Regions from separate parts of the Rattus norvegicus genome. Here region 1 is linked to region 2. The links are chromatin contacts, called in public Hi-C maps. All regions are on one chromosome and are shown on one strand. Each heading gives the region's core, a stretch centred on a gene start, on an enhancer-like site or on the middle of the called end of the contact. The rest is flanking DNA. Distances are from core to core; before and after follow the strand shown.

Region 1 (6,145 bases), core at 1,976-4,475, 140 kb after region 2:
TATATATATATATATATATATATATATATATATATATATATATATTGCCTGGCCTCAGCAGCTTTCTGAAACTACCGAGAGACAATCTGTGGTATCCTCAATCTTGCATCTTTTTTGTTTCCAACTACCACATGCACAACACCTCCAGATTTGGATGCTAGTTTAGGATGGACCCTGACCTCCCTGGACCACAACCATAGCCGGTTTTGTTCTTGTTTATGTCCCTGCCTCCTAAGTGCTGGGATTAGAGTTCTACTGCCACCATGCCCAGCCTGATTTTTGTTTCTCAATCACAGACACGCAATGAAAACAGTAAGAGCCTGTTCAACGGGATTTCCACTCGGAAGGACAAAATTAGGCTCTTAGCTTCTGATCTTGTACAGAAAAGGATTCAAGGCGGATGGAAGGCCTTAATTTAAAACTCGAAACACTGGAACTTCGGGATGAAAATATAGGACTCTCTACGACACTGGGGTGGGTAAGAATTTTCAGAACAGAGCTTTCATAGCATTGGAACTAGACTCGGGCGTCAGCAGATGGGACGACATGAGATGACAATGTTCTGACAGCAAGAGAAACTATCAGCAAAGCCAACAGCCTAAAGAAGGGAGAAAATCTTTAACCAGCTATACTTCAGACAAGGGGCTAATATACAGGATTCCCAAAGAAGTGCAGAAATTAAATACCAAAGAAATCAAGCTGCCAATAAACAAACTGTCTAATGAACTGAAGAAACAGTTGTTTTTTTTTTAAATAAAGCCAATAAATATTTCAAAAAAGTGTCCAATATCCGTAGTCATGAGGGGGCTGGAGAGATGGCTCAGTGGTTAAGAGCACTCACTGTTCTTCCAGAGGTCCTGAGTTCAAATCCCAGCAACCACATGGTGGCTCACAACCATCTGTAAAGAGATCCGATGCCCTCTTCTGGTGTGTCTGAAGACAGCTACAGTGTACTCATATACAAAATAAATAAATAAATCTTTAAAAAAAATACTTTGATATACCACCTCACCCCAGGCAGAACAACAGTCATCAAGGAGTCATAACAAATGTTGGAGAGGATGTGGGGAAAGAGGGACCCTTATTCACGGCTAGTGGAGGTGCTAAGTAATAAACCACCATTATGGAAACCAGCTCAGAGGCTCTTCAAAAACATTAAAATAGTACTACTGGATGGCCCAGTATTCACTTCTGGGTGTATACCCAAAGACTTCCACACCTACCCTACAGATATTTGCACACTCTCACACACAGTCTGATTCATTGACTATATCAAGGAAATGGAACAAACCTAGATATTTATTAACAGATGAATGGGTAATGGATAGCTGATGTATATTGGAATATTATTAACCTCTGAAGAAAAATGAAATCACAGACTTTTCCAAAAAATGGGTGGACTTACAATATATAATATTATGTAAGGATACACAATCATGGGGTTGGGGATTTAGCTCAGTGGTAGAGCGCTTGCCTAGCAAGCACAAGGCCCTGGATTCAGTCCCCAGCTCCAAAAAAAAAAAAAAAAAAAAGATACACAATCACAAAAAAGAAAAGCTACATGTTCTACTTCATGTATATTCCAGCCCATAGAGCCTTTGCATATACAAACATACACATGTATTCTAGCCAATAGAGCATTGGTGTATACTAATAGACGCCTATATTCTAGCCCATAGAGCGTTAATGTACACAAATATACATGTAGATAAAGAGTAACATTTAGAAAGGAGAACAAGAAAGAGTGATACAAAGTAACGAGGAAGTAGTACAGGGAAAGGACAGGAAGTGAAGGGAGAGTATAAAACACTAATTGATTTTCCAGCTTTACCAACCACAGTCCACACTGCAATCCTTGGATCTCCACCCTAGTAAACTTGTTCCAGCTGGTGCAGAACTTTCAGTGGCAGCTTTGGGGTGGACCTCGCTGCTTCTACGGGGATCACTCCAATTGTCCCCACACCCCCTTCCTCTTCATTATGTCTCTGTGCGTGGGGACCTATGGGAGGTGTTTTCGAACTGTCTACATAGAACCCATCTCTCCCTGCCAAGGGCTGCCCTATCTCTTTGTTTTGTTTATCTGTGCAGTGTTGTGGTGGAGCTGAGGCCTGATTTCTGCTAAGCAAGTCCCCTTGCAGTGAATCACTCATTCTTGACTTGTTCTTAGGCCACTTTTCCACTACCTGCCATGGACGTGGCAAGACTTATCACTGCTGTATATCCAGTACCGAAAGCAGTGCCCTGTCCTTGCTAATAAAAATGCCTCATTCACCTAAAACAATAACAGTGTACTGCTGGAACTGGAGTTGCACACTTATCCCCAGCACCCAGGAGGCTGAGGCAGGACAATTTCTGTGAGTTTGAGGCCAGCCTGCTCTTCATAATACTAGGACAATTTAGGCTGCATAGATGCCTCATCTCAGAACAAAACAAAAACAGCAATAGAAAATTTAAAAGATAGGACTGGAGTAGAAAAGTAAAAGTGTATGTCCCTAAGTATTAATCATACCTAACTAAGCTGGATGACAAGACTGTCATTGACTTTAACTTTCCTTTCCCCTTCTATACCCTTTTGAGATTCACCCACACTAGTGTGTATCATAATAACAATTTATGCCCAAACGAATTGCTGTGTTTGCAGTTAGTATGGACCCCATGATGTGCACTTATAAATGGCGCAAGTGCTATTTTTCAATTCAAGCAAGTTCTAAGGGTCTCACATATAGAGTTAGTTACGTCAGACATTTTCTTCTTGTGGTCTTCTCATAGCTTTAGCTTCTCCCACAAAAGGCATGGATTCCTAAACAAAGAAAAAAAACAAAGCCAGAACACGTCTTTAGCCGTTGGTTGGCAGTTGGCATATTTCATTCCGTGTTTTACATGGCGTCCAAAAGCACAGAGCAGCTCTTGGATAGCTGAACTGGCACTGGCACTCCTCACATACAATACAAGCCATTCGTTCCGCAGCTATTGCCCACAGCAGCCAACGTCCACCTCCTTCTGCAGCTCGGGCTCTAAATCAGACTGTTCTCAGATTAAGAGAGCAGATATGATCTCTCAGGCTAACCCACTAGGAGGTAACCCTGGCCTCCCCTCCGCTCTGCCCAGGAATTCCCTCCTACAGCCTGGGCACTGCTAGCCCCGCCCAGTAGCCTGGCGCGTGACGTCACCGCGCTGCGCCCTGTCAGGGGCCGCCATTGTTCCACCGGTAAGACACAGGTGTGGGTCCCCGGCACCATGAGCAAACGCAAGGCCCCGCAGGAGACCCTCAACGGCGGCATCACGGACATGCTCGTGGGTGAGTCCCGGGCCGCCCTCCGATCCCTCTCCTCAGCCGGGCCTCGCTTCTCCCCCGATCCCGGGTCGCAGTCGCAGTGCCGGGCAGCGTCTGTCCTGGACGCCGGTGGAGGAACCCGCCCACCCCTCCTTCCCGGGACAGCCGGTCGCGGGTGTGTCCTTGTGTCTCGAGCCCTTTGTTGTCTTTTCAGAACTCGCAAACTTTGAGAAGAACGTGAGCCAGGCGATCCACAAGTACAATGCATACAGGTACGTTGTTGGCTTGCGTTCCAGGACACCCTAGTTTGCTGTCACTTCTCAGGGATGGGGGGACGGGTGCCCAGTGGGTCTTTGGGCGATCCGAAAGTTTTTTTGTTTTTTTTTTAAAAAGCCGAGCGGCACTTTATTTAACCTATACAGGATTTTGGCAGAGCTTTATAGGGTTAATTCAGGAGCGTTTACAGTTCTGAGCGAAAATAGGTGTCTGGTGCATATATTCCCACCATTAATCTCGAATGACTGGAAATACAGTGTGACTTTAAAACAATAAACAACAGGAGATGAGGTCTGAACTGTGAAATAGATGTAGTTCAAGAAATCAACCTTTCCTCCTGGTTGGACCATAACAGATCCTGTTGCCTTCCTGAAAACCCCTGGCCCATCACTACAAACCTCAGAAGGCACCTTCTAGCCATTCTTCCCACAGCTGGCTACTTAACCTATAAACATACTCTCAGCTTCTAAAAGTAAAAGCAAACGATCCCTGCTTCCCCCAAGCTAGTACTTATGTCTTTACAGTTAGAGTTCTCGAATAGTCTGCTCCATGCCTGGATTTCCTTATCTGGAGTCATTATTGTTATTATTACCATTAATTATTATTATTATATTTTATTATTTCTTTTATTTGGGGGATTATAATTACATCATTTCCCCTTTTCCTCCCTCCAAACACTTCCATATATAACCCTCCTTGATCTCTCAAATTCATAACCTTTTTTCATTTATTGTTACATATATTTATATGTATAGACATACATTTTCCTAAATACATAAATGCAATCTGCACCAACTGTATTGTGTTACTCGGACGTGTTCAAGGCTGACCCTTTGGTACTGGATAACCAATTGGTGCGTCTTTCCTGGCAAAGTCTATTTCTCTGCTCTCAGTATTCCTTAGTTTCCTGTAGTTCTTCGTGTAAGGTTGAGGTCTTGACCACTTCGGGGTGCCTGTTATATTCATTCTTGTGAACAACACTGCTCGTGTCTAGGCAGTGATGTTAGTGAGACCGGATGAGTATAGCTTCTGACATTTCTGGCCACAAACACCGTCTCACAGCAATTTCCCTGCTCCTCTGATTCCCATTCCCTCTTCTACAGTGTTCCCTGGGCCTTAGGTTTAGGAGTTAATCTTATAGACGTACCCATTAGGACTTAGCCCCATAACTCTGCATTTTGATTGGTTATGGTTTTCTGTAATGGTCTCTGTTGCAAAAGAGCAGTTTTCTTGATGAGGGGTGAAGGCTACACTTGTCTGTGGGTATAAGGATGAACATTTAGACTATATAGTTAGGGCTTATGCTGCTTTGGGAAAGTGGTGGTTGTAGGCTCTTCTCCAAGACCTGTGACTTCACTAGGCCTGGTACCAGGATGCTGGTATCAGGAATGATGGATTTCCCTGTTGATGAGGGAGTCCTAAGTCCAATTAGAGAGTTGTTGGTTACCACGGAGATATATGTGTCCCTACTGCACCCTTAGTGTTAGCATGCCATGCAGGTCATTGTGGGTCATAGGTGTCATAGCTGTGTAGAGCTGTTGGTTGATTCTGCTCCTTTGAAAGCTTGCCTGGTGCCTGATGCCCTGAAAGCCAGTCCTCAGAGAAGGGACAATTCAGGTCAGTTCCAGCTCAGAGGCCTCGAGCCCTGTGTCTGAAATGCGTGGTTTCTTCAGCAGTTAGGGACTTACCTTCTACTTCTTTGGTGGCTTCTAGGGTGCCACTAAAGGCAGTAGCAGTAGCCTGTATGTTTGGGGACATACATGACATACTAGGACATTCCTGGGTGAAAACTCAAAAGAGGGCTTCTCATGCCTAGCTTTGGATGTTTGCCTGGCTGTTCTTTGGCTTTTAGAAGGGGCATTGTTAGCTCAGAGTTTAAGCTATGGATATGTTTAAGCTGCTGCCACCTAACTGGTGCTGTAACTGTGCCTTCAAAGGCCATTCTATCAGGTCAGCCGCTTCAGAATGGTGGGGAACATGGAGTCCATGAATGTGGGCCCACTGTTGCACTTCTCTGGTATGAAGTGAGTTCCTTGGTCATAGACAATTCGCAGATGGTAGCTTTTGCAGAAGCATTACATGCTGGAAAGGCAAATCCATAACCAGAATAAGAATCCTATCCAGTAAGGACAAAGTGTTGTCCTTTGCACAGAGGAAGCAGCCCAGGGTAGTCAACCTACCATGAGGTCCCTGACAGGTCACACTGGGAAATGGACCACATCTGGGTCCGGTGTTGACCTCTGCTGTTGGCAGATCTGGCACCGAGGAACAGCTGTAGCCAGGGCAGCCTTGGCACATGGCAGTCCCTGTGATCTTCCCCAGATGTCTTTCCACCCGCTTCCAGTCTTGCTCTTTCCAAGTCCCTGAACGTCCATCGATCAGGTTCTAAGTTTTACGCAGGAGGAAACCATCTATCCTTGTAAAGTGTTAATGTGGATATTTGGTGTATGTGTAGTTCAGTTTAAGAGAAAATAAGCATCTGCTGGATTTTCAATTGTTTTTTTCTTCCTTTTTATTTGTTTGTTTATAGAAAAGCAGCATCTGTGATAGCAAAGTACCCACACAAAATCAAGAGTGGAGCAGAAGCTAAGAAAT
Region 2 (5,727 bases), core at 1,239-3,738:
CACCAGCGGGAGGCAGAGAGCATAGTGGGTATGGTGTAGGCTTTTGAAACCTCGGGGGCCCATCCCCAGTGACACACCACCTCCAATAAGGCCACACTTTCTAATCCTTTTCAAGCAGTTCCACCAACTGGGGACCAAGAATCCAAACACATATGGGGAGCGAGCCTCATTCCGATCACCAGGAGGCGTCTAATCCTGCCAGTCAACATCAACACTGATACTCCATTTCTAAACCGATTGTTTAGACATCTATAGCGGGCCTTTTTGGACCCGCCAGAGGTTAAATAATGACATAGAGACTTTTTAGTATAGCTTAGGCCTTTACCTTGGGCAATCTCCCGTCTAGCTCATCTAATTTAATCTTCTTATCCTAGCCTATGACCCGCCATGTGGCTATTTACCGCTCTCTCGGTCCGCCCATAAGTCCCGCCTCCCCTTTCCTGCCTAGCTATTGGCTGTCAGATCTTTGCTAAGCCAATCAAAAGGTGAGGGAGGAAGGAAGGGTATTTACAAGGTACAGAGGCAGATAATGATGACATATAAGAATAACAATGCGAAAATCCGGCCAGCCCTCAGCTCTCTGCTGGTGCAGCGATCAGCAGTCGAATATACAGAGACAACCCTCACAGAGTGCACCCCAACAGACTTCCGTTTACTACCTGGAAGCGTGTTGGGCTTCTTAAGAGTTCGGTTTTGGGACTGGAGAGATGGCTCAGCGGTAAGGAGCACTAGCCGTTCTCCCTGTTCTCCCAGAGGATCAGGGTTCAATTCCCAGCATCCACTACGAGGCAGCTCACGCGTGTCCGTAACTCCAGTTCCAGGAACTCTAACTGCTTCACATAGACTTACATGGAGTCAAAACACCAATGAACGTTTTTTAAAAAAAAGTTCTGTTTTTGTTTCTCTTAGACCTGACACACATGTCTCTGTTGGAAGGCAGGTTCTATATACCACAGCCTGTGTGAAGAAGTCAAGCCTGTGTGTGTGTGTGGGGGGGTGTCTCTTCTTCCTTTGTGTGAGTTTGGCTGTAAGCGGCTTTACTCTTGGATCCAGTTTTTTTGGCCCACTTCTCAAACATTTCTCTAGTACAGTGCCCTCCCCTTTCCCTAGCAATTTTGCAAATATTAAATGGAAAATTCCAGGAACAGATAACCTTTCAGGTTGTGTACTATTCTGAGTAGCTTGATGACGTCTATCTCTGACTTTGCCATCTCCCCCTGGCAGGACCCATCTTTCCCTAGACACAGATCACGCCTCGCCCCTCCCTCATCTCCACACTCTCTTGCTCACTGGCCACTAAGGGCCCGCCTGTCTCCACTGTTATCAACGCCCATAGTATCAGTCTCTGTGCTCAGGTAACTGATATTTTATTTAGTAGCCCTGATTCACAAGTAAATGCCATGGGGTTGGATAGACCAAAGAAAGTTCGATCCCCAGCTCCAAAAAAAAAAAAAAAAGAACCAAAAAAAAAAAAAAAAAAAGAAAGATCAAGAAGGTTGAAAGAAAGTGTTTCCTCTCAGTGAGAAATTCAAAGCTCCCAATAAGAACAAAAATCACACGTAAAGGTCTCAGTAAGGAGGAGACTTCTAACTGAAATTGTAAGCACTGGGGGGGGGGGGGCGGACTGCATGCAGTTCTGTTGCAACAACACTGCAGTGCCTTGGCAGCGAATGACAAAGGCATCGGTATCGTTGGGGGAGGGGGGCAGGGAAGAAAACCTATGTTCTGGTTGCTTCTGTTCTCACATGCTGTGCTGAGCCTGAAGGGAGACTTAGCAGGGATTCTCTGGAACAAGAGGCACCCGTTGAATGTAGCGGTTGAAGTCTTCTGCTAACTCACCACCAATGTCTTACTGGATCTCATTGTAACTGTATCTTCTCGTAGGATACAACTTAAAGGAAAAAGATGCTTTCTGTGTCTGTCTTCAGACTCCCACTGGGATCTTGGAACGCATTCCCTCCTGATCAGGGCTGACTGCTGGACCCCTTCCCTTGGTCTGGATGGTTGGGGGTTGGGGCACTGGGAGCAGGAAACCTTATCAACTTATATTTTCTTCTATGCCAGTAGGAGGTGACTAGGTGCCATCAGAACCGGTTATGAATTGTTAGTGGCTTTGAAAACGAACTTCATGAGAAACCCAAGGAGACTTAAACACTAAGGATTGTGTACCCCAGCTTTTCCACGTGGAGTTGAAAGTCTGTAATACTTGGCGATGCCAAGGCCTGGGCTCTGTGGGGGACAGGACCAAGGCTCTGTGCTCCTCTGGTCTTTGACAACCAAAACCAAGCATGCAGTTAACCGGGATCATAGCTGCTCTATGGGTCTGCTACCCTCTTTTATTAATCAACCAGGAATAATGGGGCGGCATTTACTTTCCCTTTGACTCATCCCCTTCTCCTGGTGAATTCCAGTCTCTGCACCCTCCATTTCCTAACCAGCACTGGGCCGGGATGAGCTCCTCCGACCCTTTAATATGATTCATAAGACTCTCGAGTTGGACACTTCCCTGCAAGAATGAGCAATTGTCCCCATCTGTGTATGGTTTCCAGGACTCCCCTCAGGAATGCTGGGGCCTTTTGACTTTGTATTCCTATCCCAGGAGGCTTTTCAGCTTCGGTTTCAGTCTCAATAATCCTAGTGTCGAAAGAAAATCTCTTCCAGTGGGGGAGGGGTGAAGCCAGCTTCGACCAAGCGGGCCTGGGAGCCTTGCTTACTGCTCTCTTAAGCGGTGTTTTCCAGAAATGAGCAGAGATGCATTTCTGTCTAAAACCTTAGATCAGAGCGTGAAGGCAGACTTTTGTGAAGTCAAGAAACCTGTGACTTAGTCTCTGACTCAAATGGATGGAACTGGTCTGGGTACTTCAGAGATTTCGGAAAATCACCTGACACCTCCCCCATCAAGTCCTTGGGCTGCTTCAGTGAATGTCTTTTGTGAGTTTAAACTACTTTTCTCCCAAGAGCCTCTCACAGGGCAGTACCAACAAACCCTAGAGAGATAAGACTCTTCCTAAAAAAATTTAATTAGCTACACCCGAAAGCAAACATTACATCATGAGATAGATTCTTGGAACTAAGCCACGGTGAAGAAAGCTGGAACAGAGGTTGCATCCCGTGACTGGGAAGATAGTGTACAAGGGGCCAGAGAAAGATGAGCCCCAGAGAGTGCACACCACATGGGCCTAAAGTTTGATGCTCCAACCTGTGGCAGCAGGGGAGAAATGGCTTCCGAAAGTTCTCCTCTGACTTGTATACTCCATGTGTGCACACCTGCATACACCCACATCACACACACTAAAGAAAGGGGGCGCTAGAGAGGCAGGCAGAAGCATCATGCTTGTGTGCACTGACCTGGGAGCTAATTGTTTCTGGGGAGTAGAAAACCAAAACAGAATGGGGGTGGGGGGAGGAACCAAGGTAGTAACGTGTCGTCTGAGCCATCATCGGTTGAGCCGTTGCTAGGTCAGTAAGAACTGGCTCAGGGTTTTCTTCCTTTGTGTTGCTGTAGTTACTGTCTAGAGAGTAACACAGCTGTCTGCTCAGTCTGTGGTCATAGTGTGGTTGATTTTCCAGATGTGTCTTCCGTTTATCGCCTCCTGGAGCAAAACAGTCATTATGTCTCTGGAGTCGCTAGCATCTCATCTGCAGTCCTGATCGAGAGTTAACAGACCAGGGATGCAGCTCAGTGGCAGAGACCTTGTCTAGCATATGCAGGGTCCCCAGTTCAACCCTCAGCCCTGTGGTGGCAGGTGGTAGCTTTGTGCCAGCAAGATGGCTTGGTGAGTAAAGATGCTGCCACCAAGTCAGGATAATGTGGGTCAAACCCCCAGGATCCACATGGTGGAAGTGAAAAGACTCGGCCAAATACCTTCTAACTTCCGCCTGTGCACTGGGGCACTCATAACTCCCCCACCCCAATAAATAAAACATAGCAGAAGACATATTTTTAAAACTTCACTTAAGACAAAGTGTGGATCAGTCCCCGATCTCTGCTGTCTCTTTGTTGTTTCAAACAGTGAAATTCAGGGTCTCGGGGACCGGCTGCCCTGGATCCACCCACTAACCCCATCTTACCCATTGCATGAAGACCCTCCTGAGTCCTGCTTTTCCTGCAAACCCCTTCTTTTTTTTTTTTTTTTTTTTTTTTTTTTTGGTTCTTTTTTTCGGAGCTGGGGACTGAACCCAGGGCCTTGCGCTTCCTAGGTAAGCGCTCTACCACTGAGCTAAATCCCCAGCCCCGCAAACCCCTTCTTGATCTCACAACTTTGTTCTAGTGAGGTCTCCTTTGCACTGTGACCATCTCCATCCTACTTTATTTCTGTAAATGCCTCCTGTCCATGCCAAATCTCCCAACCCCATTTCTTCTTCAAATTTATTTATTTTTTTAATGTACATTGGTGTGTTGACTGCATGCATATCTGTGCAAGGGAGTCAGATCCCCTAGAACTGAAGTTACAGACAGCTGTGAGCTGCCATGTGGTTGCTGGGAATTAAACCCAGGTCCTCTGGAAGAGCAGCCAGTGCTCTTTAACCATTGAGCTACCTCTCCAGCCTCAGCCCCAGCCCATTTCTACTAGGCGGCACCCAGCATATTGCCTTGGGGGTACGCAGAATTTCCACATGCTGACTAAATGAAAGGAAGTCTTTCAATTGACTCAAAGAAAAAAAGAAAAGAAATTGAATAGATATGCACCAGTTTAAAAGTGTGAAAAATACCTTGGAATTTATTATTTCAGTACAGCATAATACAGAGTTCTAGTAACACAGTAAAAACTAAATAGATTCAAATATAAATATACTAGTGTCATTTCATCGAATATTAAAATCATACAGTTCTCCCAGCCATCTGGAAAGTTTATAAAGAAAAAGACATCTACACTGTGTACAAAGGGATATGCCCCAAGAGTTGAGGATTGTGGGAGGATGGGGAATATTTGATTTCAAGGGTTTTAGGGGGCTGTGGTCTGATCAGCTAACCCCTTCCTTCTCTTGGAGGCCATGCTGGGCCCCTGTGTAACTATAAAAACACATTCTTGTCCTCAGTGCAGACTTTTACTCCTGAAAGATCAAGTTGTATTTCACTGTTGAGACACGATCTTGTGGTTCAGTGTACAAAATAGTGGTCCAGGAAGGGTGGACTTTGGTCTACTTCTCTTTTTAAAATCTTAGAGTTATAGGAAGGTTGGCATTTCCCTGTCATCTCATCTGACAGAACTGATTCTAAAGTCAGACCTTCACCCTTAAAACGTACAAGTTTGTGAAGTACCTGTCACAAAGTAAACTCTGTCTGTGCCTAAAGACTGTCACTCCCTCTGCTGAGCGGCAGCTCAGGAGGACGAGCCTGCGAAGAACGCTTGGCCTTTCAGGCGTATCTTCTGTGGAAGAGGAAGAGGAAGGCAGGTCCTCTGGGTTTAAGGAGCTGGGCTTTCTTTGTCATTGCTTCATGTTGTCTTGGATCCAGTTCAGGTAATTAGTGACCTTTGTGTATATCCCTGGCACGTCCTTCTGCCCACAGCCGAGGCCCCAGCTGATGATGCCCAGTAAAGTCATCCGCTTATCGATCATGCACACCAGAGGGCCTCCTGAGTCACCCTGTGGAAGAGCAGAGATCAGCGGCTTGTACGCAGGGCAGAATGTTTGGAAGAAGGTTTGTATTGTTATTTGTACTTTGATGATTGTAGCCCTCAAAGTACTTGGATCAGAGAGGGAGACTTGAGGCTCAGTTATTTT

The links. A called contact is a pair of places that touch in the nucleus more often than the background predicts.
Region 1: a Hi-C map of Schwann cells shows a contact between it and region 2, with 2.7 times the contacts expected there. The contact joins the promoter of Polb here to the enhancer-like site in region 2. A contact is called at or near these places in 2 of 12 Hi-C or Micro-C datasets (the A7r5 cell line and Schwann cells) and 1 of 1 datasets of contacts at active chromatin or transcription factors (oligodendrocytes).

Annotation. Positions count from the first base shown.
Region 1 is chr16:76,078,678-76,084,822 of GRCr8, forward strand. Polb (DNA polymerase beta) reads left to right here and starts at 3,226. Exons shown (of 14, transcript NM_017141.2): 1 at 3,226-3,298; 2 at 3,489-3,546; 3 at 6,081-6,145. The coding sequence starts at 3,238.
Region 2 is chr16:75,938,368-75,944,094 of GRCr8, forward strand. Plat (plasminogen activator, tissue type) reads right to left here. Exons shown (of 14, transcript NM_013151.3): 14 at 4,699-5,589. The coding sequence ends at 5,431. Among named protein-coding and RNA genes, the nearest start is that of Ap3m2, 21 kb to the left of the region's middle. Within about 2 kb of position 2,489, at least 22 of the 93 cell types and tissues checked have an H3K27ac peak or open chromatin away from gene starts, as enhancers often do. A contact at or near this core is called in the A7r5 cell line and Schwann cells, where this site is marked.